2 separate regions of the Danio rerio genome follow, and region 1 is linked to region 2. A link is a contact called in public Micro-C data. All regions are on one chromosome and are shown on one strand. Each heading gives the region's core, a stretch centred on a gene start, on an enhancer-like site or on the middle of the called end of the contact. The rest is flanking DNA. Distances are from core to core; before and after follow the strand shown. Region 1 holds the start of si:dkey-1j5.4. Region 2 holds the start of cnih3 (cornichon family AMPA receptor auxiliary protein 3).

What was found. Hi-C and Micro-C count contacts between places; a contact is called where the count stands out from the background.
Region 1: a Micro-C map of caudal fin shows a contact between it and region 2, with 13 times the contacts expected there. The contact joins the promoter of si:dkey-1j5.4 here to the promoter of cnih3 in region 2. A contact is called at or near these places in 6 of 18 Hi-C or Micro-C datasets (caudal fin, embryo, fibroblasts and 2 more) and 2 of 4 datasets of contacts at active chromatin or transcription factors (caudal fin and embryo).

What each region holds. Positions count from the first base shown.
Region 1 is chr20:39,663,836-39,670,197 of GRCz12tu, reverse strand. si:dkey-1j5.4 reads left to right here and starts at 1,991. Exons shown (of 6, transcript XM_073933543.1): 1 at 1,991-2,111; 2 at 2,765-2,880. It overlaps lbr (lamin B receptor), which reads left to right. Exons shown (of 14, transcript NM_001002720.1): 14 at 1-108.
Region 2 is chr20:39,501,652-39,508,720 of GRCz12tu, reverse strand. cnih3 (cornichon family AMPA receptor auxiliary protein 3) reads right to left here and starts at 5,182. Exons shown (of 6, transcript XM_687375.9): 1 at 4,656-5,182. The coding sequence starts at 4,733. It overlaps spats1 (spermatogenesis associated serine rich 1), which reads left to right and starts at 5,993. Exons shown (of 6, transcript XM_021468657.3): 1 at 5,993-6,266; 2 at 7,043-7,069. The coding sequence starts at 6,256.

The DNA of each region.
Region 1 (6,362 bases), core at 742-3,241, 160 kb before region 2:
GGATTTTTTTATATGTGTATAGTAAGGAAAAGATGTAATGTTCGTTCTCAGGACCAGCAATTTGTGAAAAAAAAAATACAAAAAAAAAACAACTAAAAATAAGCAAAACTATATTTTCATAAGTTCTGTACATAGTTAAAACTTTTTTTGGTTTGATTTGCATTTTAGGCATTCATGCACTATGCTAAACCTTGTTTTTCATCCAAAGTTCACACAATTTGGCTTTGCTACCTCAGTTTTATTTCTGTAGAAAACCATGTATGAATTAGTTTTTTCTTTTTGAGTTTTGGAATCTGGTTTTCAGGCACTATATGAAGTGTATCTTTCTCAATCATAATTGTGTGCTGTGAACAAAAATGTTGAACTATGAACTTTAATCTTGTGCAAGGTAGCATGACTTTTCATTGAGGGTTTTAATGAAAAATGAAAAAAATGACAATGCTTAACTGTGAATGTGTATTGTAAAGCTTTTCTTAACCTATTACATCAGTCTCTCTTCTATGCAAGTATATCACTTGTGGGCATAACAGTTGTCCTAATGAGAGTTAAAAATAAGTGTTTCTAGTTAAGATGAGCTGTTACTTTATAGCAGTGAAAGAAAGCGTTGTACAATGTTATTTATCTGGTGTTCAATTGTGTTATTTGACAAGCAGTTTCTGTGTAAATGCCGTTTTTAATATTCATTATTGATTAAACCACTTTAGACAAACAGTATGCCGCATGTCTTGTCCCAAAACGAAATGTACAGATTGCTGAATTTATTCATTTACTTATCTAGAAATCCCTGACATATGTTGCATTGAGTTTGACTGTTGTGAATTCCTACTGTAGTTTGTCTTTTTCCATCATTTCATTTCTTTTTTTCCCCCGTCATTAGTTCCACTCACTGATCAAATCACTTGTAACTATGTGTGATAAAAACAGACTTTATTTAACCTTATTGTTACAAATACATTTAATATTTAATTTGCTTTTTGACTTGATATTTCGTATTTGTTTAATGAATGTAGTTTTATATTACAAAAATATTACATTAAGTAAAATATTGTCCAAAAAGTGACATTTTTGTTTTATAAAATAATGTTACTTGATTTTGTTACAGATTGGAATGGAAAATTACAGTATTAGAGTGACAACATTAGTCTTTTAGTCTCAGAAAAGAAAGTGTTTGAGTCTGTTTTATACTATTGTTTAGTTTAGTTCAGTTCAGCGGTGTCCAAACTCAATCCTGGAGGGCCGCGGTCCTACTGCGTTTAGCTCCAATTTGCTTGCCAAGAAGTTTCTAGTATATCTTAGTAAAAGACTGATTGGCTGGTTCAGGTGTGTATGGTTAGGGTTGGAACTAAACTCTTCAGTTCACCAGCCCTTCGGGACAGAGTTTGGAGACCCCTTGCTAAGTTTAGCTCTGCAGGTTATATTATCAGCAAACCTCACAGACTGAGCAGGAAATATGCATGCTTTGCACACAGACTAGACTCCAATAAAATCAATAAACCTGGAAGAATGGCATACTTGGACATTCAAATGTATCGCTCCATTGCTAAATATACATAAAAGTACACAGAATATAATTAAAACATAAAAATGTTTCGAGTTTTCTCCCTAAAGGTTAGGATTGCAGATAGAATAGAATGTACGTGCTGGTGTTAATGCCAGAAAAGTTTTCACAAACACACACACACACACACATATATACATATATAAGAATCGATTCATTTGAGTCATATGTTCGTAAATCAGACTTCATATTTTAATTATACGTGTGTATATGTGTGCTTCACGCGAGAAGCTTTACCTAAAACTCGGTGAAATGGGTAATAACAGAACCTAATTTTAAATTGAGATCTTAGTATAATTATGCACTTATTTGCGACCCCCAGTTTGAAACGGATACAGGCGAATATTTCTGTTGTTTCCAACTGAAATCAGAAGTTGGATGGCAAATATGAGTTAAGTTAAGTCACGTGACGAGATTCATAATTAGCTAGTCAGTTGCAGGTGCAGCACCATTTTCTGACATCCATGACAGTCATCTGTTGTCAAGTGAAGTGACACGAGCTAAACGTCTTATAGCTTTTGTGAGAGCCAAAGAAGAAAGTTATGGCTAAAGGGTGAGTAAAGTTCCAGATTTGTCACTCTCATTCTTACTAATTATTTACACTTGACAACCTGTTTACTTTTTTGATGTATTGGAGTGGTAATTTAGTAGTCTATCTTTTAATTATGGTAGGAATTTACGTTGTCTATCTATCTTCAACACTTTTAGGATGTTATTCACAATTAAATGTCCTGACAGAAACACTGAACAAAACAAATACTGTATACTTTCACTGTAACATTACTGTTTCTACAATGTTTCATGAAATAAATTGCAGTATAAAGTAGTGCTGTCAAACGAATAATCGCAATTAATTACATCTGAAATAAAAATTCATTTTTACTAAATATATGTGTGTGTACTGTGTAAATTTTTGTTTATATAAATATATGCGTAACTATATTGTATAGAATCCTTGTTTATAAATATATATACATACAAATTGTACATATATTTCTTTTGTATATTTTTTTTTACATTTTATGTACAGTATGTGTGTATACAAATACATAAATATAGTACACGTGTATATATTTTGTAATGCAAACTTTTATCTGGGATGTGATCAGTTGTTTGACAGCACTACTGTAAAGTTTATCGTCAGATTGCATGCAGCATGCCTCTATATACAGTCTATTACAAAAGGAGTGTTTAAATTCACAGTAGGAAAAAAGTACCCAAAACTGCCACTACTAATGACTGTGACCTATGCGGTGGGGACTCTTCTTTGAGGCCATGGAGGTGGATTTGTGATTGGCAGTGAAGGAACACAACTGATGCTGGTAGGATACAGATTATGTTTTTCTTTGGCTGTCACAAAATGGGAATTACATGGGATAGTTTATCTAAAAATTTAATTTTTATTTGCCTTAGGTTGAAACACAGATGAAAATATTTTGAAGAAAGTTGATTTGTTGTTAAAGGTTTTCATCTTTCTTCAAAATATCATCTTTTTTGTTTGACAGAAGACAATCAAATGGTATTGGAACTAGAGGATGAGTAAATAACAAGAGAATTTTCATTTTTGGGTGAACTATCCTTTTAGGCAATGTTGAATATAGCTTTTGTGATTTCAAGACTTTCTAAACACACAAGATTGAATCCTCAAATTGTACTCTGAAGCAGTGAAAGTGTTTTTTTGTTTTTTTTTTGTTTTTTGGATACATGGAACACTCTTGTGCACTACTAAATTATTCCTTGTTGCATGCATACACTCTGCATTAGCTCCAGTCTAGCACTAGATGTCATCAGTGTGACGCACAAATGATGTAAGGTTTGACGTGTAATAGAGCATTTGGCACACGGATGTTTATTTTGGGCTCCTGGGGTGAGGGATCTAGTGTCAGAGTATCAGTTTCCCCATCAAGGGAAATGACAAAGTGACTGATGCATGAAGCCATTTCATTCCTTGGCCAACACGCAACAAATGAAGTACCCGTGAATGTGCACATTAGAAAGCTAATTGGCGTTAGTGTCATGCTAAATTGTGCTTTATTACGAACAACATCTGTTAGCTTGGATCTGTGTGAAGTGCTTCTCATTTCCAAACTATTATTTTCTCCTTTCCTGTGATTTGGGGAAAAGATTGTAAAATATTGTTTTTTTTTTTTTTTTTTTTTTTTTTTAAATATTGTTTTTAGTATAAAAAATGCATATTCAGTAACAAAATCACTCGGTTGTGTTGCATAGATATTCAGTTAGCTCAATTTGAGGGTTGAAATGATCAAATGGAAAATGTGAGATCCCAATCTCTCCCCGGGACCACTCCACTCTCAAAAATGCTGCTCTTAAACCAAATTTTAGTGCAGTATGGACAAACCCAACCTTTGGGTTTTTCAATAATTCACTAACTAATTGAACATATTGGTTGTGTTTGTCCATATTTGACCTAAGTTTGGGCTTCTAATGGTGTACAGGGGCGCATTTAACCAATAAGCAAGATAAGCCAATAGTATCTGGATGCAGCCTTTATGATGCAAGCTGTGATTGCATGGCTCCAAGATGCAATGTCAGACACAATGCATATAATGGAGCTAGTGACGTCACTATAAGTAGTAGGGTTAGTTTAGGTGAGCCCATTCAAAAGCAATGGATGCAGCTCAGATTGCATCTGCACCGAGTCTACAGACAGAGCTCTTTTAGATAAGCAGCCACTTAGGGCCCCAGGAAATTTGAGGGCTCCCAAATATATACTAGTAGTATAAATTATATCTATAAATTAAATATAACATAATTTTCTGTCATATTTCGTATGATGAGTATCTAAAAAAAATAAATGTTTAATGTTTATTAGATCTGTGCAAATGTAGCCCCACCCTCGATCATGGAGAGTCCAGCAGTCAAATTAGGTAAAGATTAAGTTTTAAAAACAAAATAAGTTTATAATTAATTTTTAGTCGTGAATTCATTTTAAGAACACCAATCATTTGAAAAGTTTTACAAGATGCTTTACATGTTGTTGTTGTTGTTGTTATTATTTTGCATTATACAAAATGTAGAAAAATTAGTGATTTGGAGCGTACTCACACTATGTACAGTTGTCTTGAACCGGGCCAAAGCACGCTTGTCCCCCCTCCAATCTCCCCTGATGGCCCGCACTCACATTACATTCGGGCCTGAGCACGCTTACGTCATCGATGATGCGCTCTTCAGTAAGCGCTTTTGCTCAGCACAGTGGAGATTTCGCAGTCAGATCTTCTGCTGAACATATCAGCCCCTTTTGATGCTCATAAACAATCATAAAGTCCTCGTGCTGCAGGAATTAGGAGGTGCAGCAGAAGGTGCAGTGAGGGGTCTGAGTCTTTAATAAATCACGACAGTTTGCGTTCATTGAACAGTAAAAATTATTAATTAATCCATATGATACAGTTCCTTAAAAGTCACACCTCACCTTCAATTTCGGGCCCGGTTCAGAGCACTCACATTTCTCAAACGATCCAGGAAACGGGCCTGGGCACAATTCGGCTAACATAGTATGAGTAGTCCTTGTGTGATATAAGAATAAAAAAACTGCTAAATAAATCAATTAAAAATAAATAAAGTTCAAAAGGTGCATTTTAGAACTTTTTGGCCCCATGGCTGGAATTGCTCAGGGCCCCAAATTACTAAATTCATATCAGTAAAATGTACTCCTACTATCAACAGTAACAATTAATAAAAGTAAACATCAACAATTTTATTGTATTAAGTTGAAATATTCTGACAGTCAGACGAATGAGTTCTATTCTGTATATACACATTCACTTGTAAACATAAATATGCACTATATACACAAAGAAACCACTATATGAAATATACATTATAGCTGCAAGCAGCATTGAAAGGGCCCTCATACTGGATCACCACCGACTGTTGGCATAAGGACCATGTTGCATTATTGCAACATTTTGTGTAATCTGTTGGTATGGAAAGGCTTCTGGTGCCTGGAAGAGGTAACTGGGGAAGATGGTAACAACAGCCAGTAAGTTGTTGGCAATAAAACTAAAGACCATTGATAGGATATGAAGTAAGAGTACTAAATAAGGATATTATGATTGTCAATGATGAGAGACATCCTTTATCAAACACCTTCCAATTGTTACTTTCAGGTCGTCGATAATGTGTTCCCAGGTGTATAAGAAATAGGAAAAAAAGGATCATTTTTACCACAAGCAAATATGTTTTTTAATTCCTCCTCCCTCAGTAGCAGTTGATGGCTAGTAGACTGGATATTTATTTAGTGTAGGGGTACCATGTTTTTAAATGAGTTGCAGTCAGAATTATTAGGCCCCCTTTGAATTTTTCTTTTTTAATATATTTCCCAAATTATGTTTTACTGAGCAAGGAAATTCTCACAGTATGTCTCATATTTTTTATTCTGGAGAAAGTCTTATTTGTTTTATTTCGGTTAGAATAAAAGCAGTTAAAAAAAAACAAACATTTTAAGGTCAGAATTATTAGCCACTTTAAGCTATATATTTTTTAAAAGTCTACAGAACAAACCATTGTTATACAATAACTTGCCTAATTACCTTAACCTGCCTAGTTAACCTAATTAACCCAATTAAGCCTTTAAATGTCACTTTACGCTGTATAGAAGTGTCTTGAAAAATATCTAGTAAGATATTATTCACTGTCATCATATCAAAGATAAAATAAATCAGTTATTAGAAATGAGTTACTAAAACTATAATGTTTAGAAATGTGTTGAAAAAAAATCTTCTTTCCATTAAACAGAAATTGTGGAAAAAATAAACAGGGGGCTAATAATTCTCCAAATGTAAAA
Region 2 (7,069 bases), core at 3,933-6,432:
TTAACAAGAGCTCTTTGAAGTAGCTTGCAGGATTGCTGAACTATACATCTCAATGATACGTTCAACTCTTCACAGATGAACGCACCATTGCATTCATGGATAATCTGTTAAATACTGCTCTAAACTGCACATCCTTGCCAGGCATTCTGTGGGCATTAATGTGTTTTAGTTTCTACTGGCTGTGAAAGTCTACTCGAAACATCTGCTGAGGGAGCTTTTGACTCTCAGTGTTAGTTAAGCTAATGTGGGGATCATTTCCCCTCAGATGTAGAATAACACACATGGGGGAATATGCAGATTAGGCATCCCTTCAGATCCCTTTGAAAAGGACTACAGATAGATTCTGCTATGCTTGTAGTGTGAGTTGACATAAAGAAGACAGATGTGTTGGAATACATTCATTACTTTTGCATATAATTACTTTTAGTAAGTGCTGTTTCACAAAACTTGTTGGTACACTCCTGAAAATGAAGGTTGTTGGTATTGATGGTTCCATAAAGAACCTTTAACAAACATGTAAACATTCCATTGCACAAAAGGTTCTTCAAAGTGGAAAAGATCATTCAAATTGTGTTTGCTAGATCTTTAAATAACTGTTTATGAAATGTTATTACAGTTCCTGTTTTAGAATCTTTATTTCTAAAAGCGGTGATATTTTAAAGAGCACCTATGATAACAATTATCTTTTGGAAGCTGTTTGGACAGAATGTGTGCAGGTATAGTATGTCCACATTCATATTGGGGTGATATAAAGACAATACGTCTATTTTTTAACATCCCTGATGTTAAAATAGGATCCAAATCCCTTCCATTTTGAGGCCCACCGCAACGTTACAGTTTCCTCATCCACCAAATTGACTGACAGTATTAAAATGTCCCCGTAGTAATGAGTATAAACATGTCAACAAGCAGGACGTGTGCAAAGCAACCAGGATAAAAAGATCAAGAGTTTTACAAGTTTAAAACATTTTTAAAGCAGTGTATGTTTGTAATGAATTACTGAATTGAAGCTGTCCCCGCGTCAGCTCATGACTGATTCTCCAATCAGATGATTCCTAACTCACTATAAATAAACAGTTTTTCTTATCTCACTATCTTCGTCTTGATTAGCACTGTTGCCTCACAGCAAGAATGCCTCTGATTAAAGTCCCTACTAAACCAGATGACATTTCTGTGCAGAGTTTGCTCGTTCTGCCGGTGCTCACGTGGGTTTTTCCCAGGTTCTCCTCCCATATTTCAAAAACTGACAACTACAGAAAGTTGAAAACACAAAATTGATACCATAGCCAAGCTCTTAGCTAGTACACCTCTCCTCAGTCATCCATATCCGTCATTTAGCTGGAAATAAGCCCGGGGGACTTTATCAAGATCTACCTAAGCTCAAACTCCCCTCTCGCCCTGCAACTGGGAGGGAGCCCAGGGCTCGAGGATCTCATGAGCTCAGGGCTTTCTCCCAGGACAGCATGCCAAACAAGCTTTATTATCAATCATCAGCTAAGTGTGAACTTTTGAAATTGGTATTATTTTGTACATTAACAAAACGGATATCCACACAGCAGTGTATTTTAACGTGTATCCTGTCACATTTGCGAACAAAAACATTGCAAAGTTAGACACGAGAGCTGTGTGTGTGTGTCCGCTGAGTATGTGCGTGAACTTTGTAGCAACATTTTGTGTAACTCATTGTTGCAATTTCCCAACAAATACATCAAATAATCATTGGGAAATTATTGCTGCAGTATTTCTCACAAACATTACATGAAAACTGCTTCCTTCATGTCTGTCACTGTGCTGTTTATCTGACACAGCCGAGGCAGAGATTGAAGTACACTCTAACAGGCATGTGGGAGCTGTGGGCGGGGAGAACTAGCATTAAATGCACAGGCAACGAAAACAGCAACATTGTGTTCAAAGTAGGGTTGTAACGGTATGAATTTTTCACGGTATGATAATCGTCTAAAACAATACCACGGTTTCGCGGTATACGGTATGTTACAAATGTTACAAAATAATAGAACAGTGAAGCAAATTTGACTTTTTCCAAATAATATATTTTTAGTTACTATAAACACCACTTACAATGAACAAATAAAAAATAAGAAAATAATAAATAATGTGTCAAAGTCCAAATAAAGTCCAAATAAACATGGTGCAAATCCTCAGTAAAAAATAGATATAAATATTTACTATACTATAAATAGTTACATAACGAAACTAGATTCAATATGGAACATCCTTAGGTTTTATGTGCCAGCATGGATATGGTTGTCAGTGGATATGGATTTGAATATGGTTGTCTGCAATGCAGACTGACAAACCGCTGCATCTTCATTTGCGTCTTTTGAAAACAGCAAGAGCAGCAGTTCGTCTTTGCTGTGTCACTGTTTTGTCATGTTTCTGTGCTGCTGTGCATGCAAAAGTACTTAGTATGAGAATTATTTCATGCAAAACTTTTTTTTTTTGCGTTTTATTTAGCCGCGCACAAATGTATGCCTTTCTCTCATTCCGTGTTGTTCAAAAAGCTTGGTCCACAAACAAAAGCGAAACCTATGCTTATTGGTTGTGATATAGCGAGTTTGAACCAATCTGGGCATGGAGGAGGGACAATGCATCAATGTATCATGTCTGATTTGTCCGGAGACACAGTGACGAGCGTTTCTTTGTCAAATCAGCGTTGTCAAATGTTGATGACGTAACCACACTGATTCCGGAGCCTCTGAAAGTCCGCGAATATTATGTGATACAGCACTGGAAAGCTGAGATTCTCTTCTTTATGCCAATCTTTGAATTGTATGAATCGGATCAGCGGATCAAAAGTTATTAAACATTTAAGAGCAATACTTATTTTTAGCCGCGGGCGGCTGTCTCGGTCTTTAAGGGTTAAAACCGTTGATATGCAATTGTTCATGGTATGATAATCGTGCACGTTCAAATCATGGTAAACCGTCATACCGGTATATTGTTACAACCCTAGTTCAAAGCAGAAATTTCTTATCTTCTGAAAGCTATAACAATTATTTTATGGAGACACATTATGGAAACACAAAACGTTTATCTTAAATCTTGAAAAGGGGTAGGTGCCCTTTAAATACAAATTTCTGCCCATACAAAATTAGCCATGTGCACTATTGTTCCAAAATTTCAGCAGTCATGACTTGTCCACAATCCATAAACTTTCAGAAATTAGTCTATTTTGTTTTATATACAGTAAAGATTTCTTATTATTACAAATGTTGAAGAAAGTCTGAAGGTTCAAGAGTTTTTTTAAGATAATTTCATTAAAAAAATTGAGCTGGATTATTTGAAAAAAAAAAAAATGAACTTAATAACCCCAAACTTTTGAACGGCCATGTACTTGAACACAACTTTTGTCTAGAAATAAATAAATCACAAATATTATATAACAGTAGATTTTGTGCTGGTGCCTTTATGGAGGGCTCTTAAAAGCGTGAAATGCTCTTTCATAGAATATTGTCCCTGTCTTCTGCTTTTCACACCACAGCTCAAGATAATCTCTTGGGATTTTCTGCATTCATGTGATGCCATCACTACTTTTTATGTACAGTATAAATAAAGTTGTGTGTATTACTGAATAAAACACAATGCCTTAAAGATGCTGGGTGAACGATACTCATCAAGTAATATTCTGAACTGCAACAAACACCTCAAGCAAATCTCTTTTAATGCCAGGTTGATGTGTTTTATTTTTGCACTGCTTAAAACTACAATGACAGAGCTGTCTCATGATCTCTGCCATATCGTAAGTGCAGTCAACACAAAAACAGAAGCTAAAGTGTAAAATGCATTCAGTTTTCTGACACGAAAGGCGACTGACATGGCAGGATTTTCCTACTGTGTGCTGATCAAATTAAATCTATTAAAGATTCAAAAGCTGAAACGGCTGGGGACAGCATTCCTGCCTGCCATACAAAACATCTGACAAATAAAAAAAAAAACTTCTGTTAGAAGAACCAAATGACATTAGTGGAGATATTGGAAATAGATTAGTTTAATGATGCCTTACTAAAAGGTTTGGGTTAACTGTGATGTGCTCATAATTACCCCTTATTTAACCCTTGGGGCTATAATGTCTGTTGCTATGCAAAAGCAAGCCTAGGGCAAACGACTGTGCTGACCCAAATCTAGAGCAGTCTTGCAGTGCTGTGAATGTGAGCGAGCGCTTTAATGCAGCTTTCCTTATGGAAGAAAAAAATAATGTTACACCTTGCAAAAAGTGCACAGACATAAAGCTCAGCTCAACATCAAAACAGGTCAAGCACTGGAAAATAACACAGCTGTAGCTTAAAAGAGGTTCAGCACAGTTATACATGGATATAATCCATCTGAAACAACCCATAAAGGTGCTTTAGTCATTAAAGAAAGGTAGAGCGGTGGGAAAACCCACGAAAGGTGTGCAAAAGACTTCCCTCGCACATGCTGGTGCCACCAAGTCAGGGTCTGCGTCAATGCTGTCGCCCAGTCACTATTCATTGAAAAGCAAACGATCATAGTTTGGTGATGTAAGACATGGCAGAGATATCAGGGAGCCTTTGATCAGGTGCTGGACAGTTTTGTCTGATGCAGCAAACACATGCATGCATGCCATCCTGCAGCAATATATTTACACAAAGCACGCCAAAGATGCAAACACTTACATGCCAGATCGCGAAGAAGATGAGAGAAGCACAGAGGACAAGGGAAAGCATGTAGCAAAAGGCAGCGAAAGTGAACATAATTGAGAGGAAACTGGAAGGAAAATCTCCAGGAGAGAAGACGATGCTCAGCGCCAAACTGGACTGAATGAATGGAAGCAGTTACGGGGCACGCGAGAGGGAGAGCATCATGATCTTCTGCTTAATATTTGCAACAATGTGTTGCAAACCTTGGCTCCAGTTCACTGCGATCTCTTCGCCATATTCACCAATGAATAATAATTACAAAAATAAAAGTCCGGTGGCGTGGCGATATTGCGCGAGTTGCAGCTCTGTGGCGAAGTCCATATGGAGATCAAGGCATTTGTGGCCAACGATGCATTAACATTGTCCCGTATGGTGTCGTCGGCATTTATAGTCCATTAAAGATGAAGAATGTGCGCAGTGAGGACTTTAGAAATACAGAAGTTTGAGTTAAATCACTGACACGCGGTCCTGGCGATCAGTTCACCTTCCCAAACAGAAGGCGCAAGAATATGCTGGCTAACAGGTGGATTTAAAGAGCTCTCTCTCTCTCTCTCTCTCTCTCTCTCTCTCTCTCTCTCTCTCTCTCTCTCTCTCTCTCTCTCTCTCTCTCTCTCTCTCTCTCTCTCTCTCTCTCTCTCTCTCTCTCTCATCACTGGGTCAAATCATGTCCCATAACGTTATTTGCAATAACTTTTTAAAAACATAATTTAGCCTACATTTACAATGCAAATTATTTTTTGCATAATAACGCATCTGAAGCTGGAATACTTGGATTAAAGAAATAAACTATAATGCATGCTATAATCTTTTAGAAATAGTTATCTTTTATGAGATTTCACAGTTATAATATCATTCTCAGATATATGAAATTTGTGAATATCAGTCCTCATGCTGACTTTCCACTTAGCATAACATTTTATCTGCAGTTCAGAAAGACTCTAGTAGCCTATTTATTATTATTATTATTATTATTATTATTATTATCAGTGTTATTATTATTTACTTTTTTTGTATAATTGTTGTTGTCGTTGTTGTTTTTAAAAATGGATTTGTTCCCAGTAGCCTTCAATAAAAATTTTCGTCAGTATATCTATTTTTTTCTGAGCATTTTTTTTCCCAAAATAAATAAATAACTATAGTAACGCCAATAATCAGCCTTAAAAGCGTATTTTATTGTTAGATATTTAGCCAAGACAGGAAAAAGATTTAAGAAAAAAAAAAGTAAAAAAAAAATGGATTTAGGGGGAAAAATGGTTTTATTGCGCCATCTTGCGTTTCGACAAACCAAAGTCAGGCAATCTGAAAAAAAATCTGACGTATTTCGTAACAAAAAACAAACAAATAAATATTGACCTAATGAATAAAGAATGCACATAGCCTGTATCAGTCAATAAATGATTAGCCTATAAGTGAATACAAAATCTTATTATAAGTGTTTTGTATACAAACATCAGTAAACATGTAGCGTTTTGTTTGTGTTCTCCGAGCAACGGATTATAACAATGGTCAAATCTGCAGCCTTTAACTCTCTTTTGAAACACCGTCACTCTATAACAACGCCTTTGTAGCCTACAGAATGGACAAGAGGTAAGATTACTATTAACATAGTTCTCCCAGGCTATATAAATAATGTAGAAATACCACAAATTGAACAAAATTGATGTGAATTTTGTTATGATGTTAAAGAATGTCGAGCAACTTTTTGTTTAGTGTTTCAAGACTATTTTTGAAAACGTCTCTATAACTTCTGTATTTTGGAGGTCCACACACATTTTATTTTACTTTAAAAGTATCCAATTTGTGTACAGAGTTTAATATTATTATTTTTTTGCTTGCTTACTTTGTTACTTAAACTTTAATTATTTTTCCCTATTGGCATGCTGTAATCTTTCTCTAAAATTAGCATTTTTATCAGGCTCCTGTGTAGGCCTATGTTCAGTAATATCACTTTTATGGCAAAGAATAAGTCATTTTCCTTGTCTTTAAAGTAAAATATCTCAACATAAACAAAGGAGGCTGAGAAACAATGTTAATTTTTGATGGAAATGTCAAACGACACAGAGGTTTTGCATCTTAACTCTTCACATATTCTCCTTTTTATTTTCATAGTTGTTGTGAGGTGCAACATAGGTTTTGTATGTATTCTAATATAATAATGAACAAATAAATAAAATGAGTGTTACCACAACATCTGTCTTAGCTTTTTAACATTTGTGTCATAGAGAAATTAATGACTAAATAATTTAACTTGACTTCAAATTGTATACAAATATATGTTATACAATTCATCTCAAGCAGGCTTACATTCAAGATTCAAAATGCATGCTATAACAGATTATTCCCTTTATTATTATCATAATTAGGAAACCCACAGAGAGTGAGTCATTCTG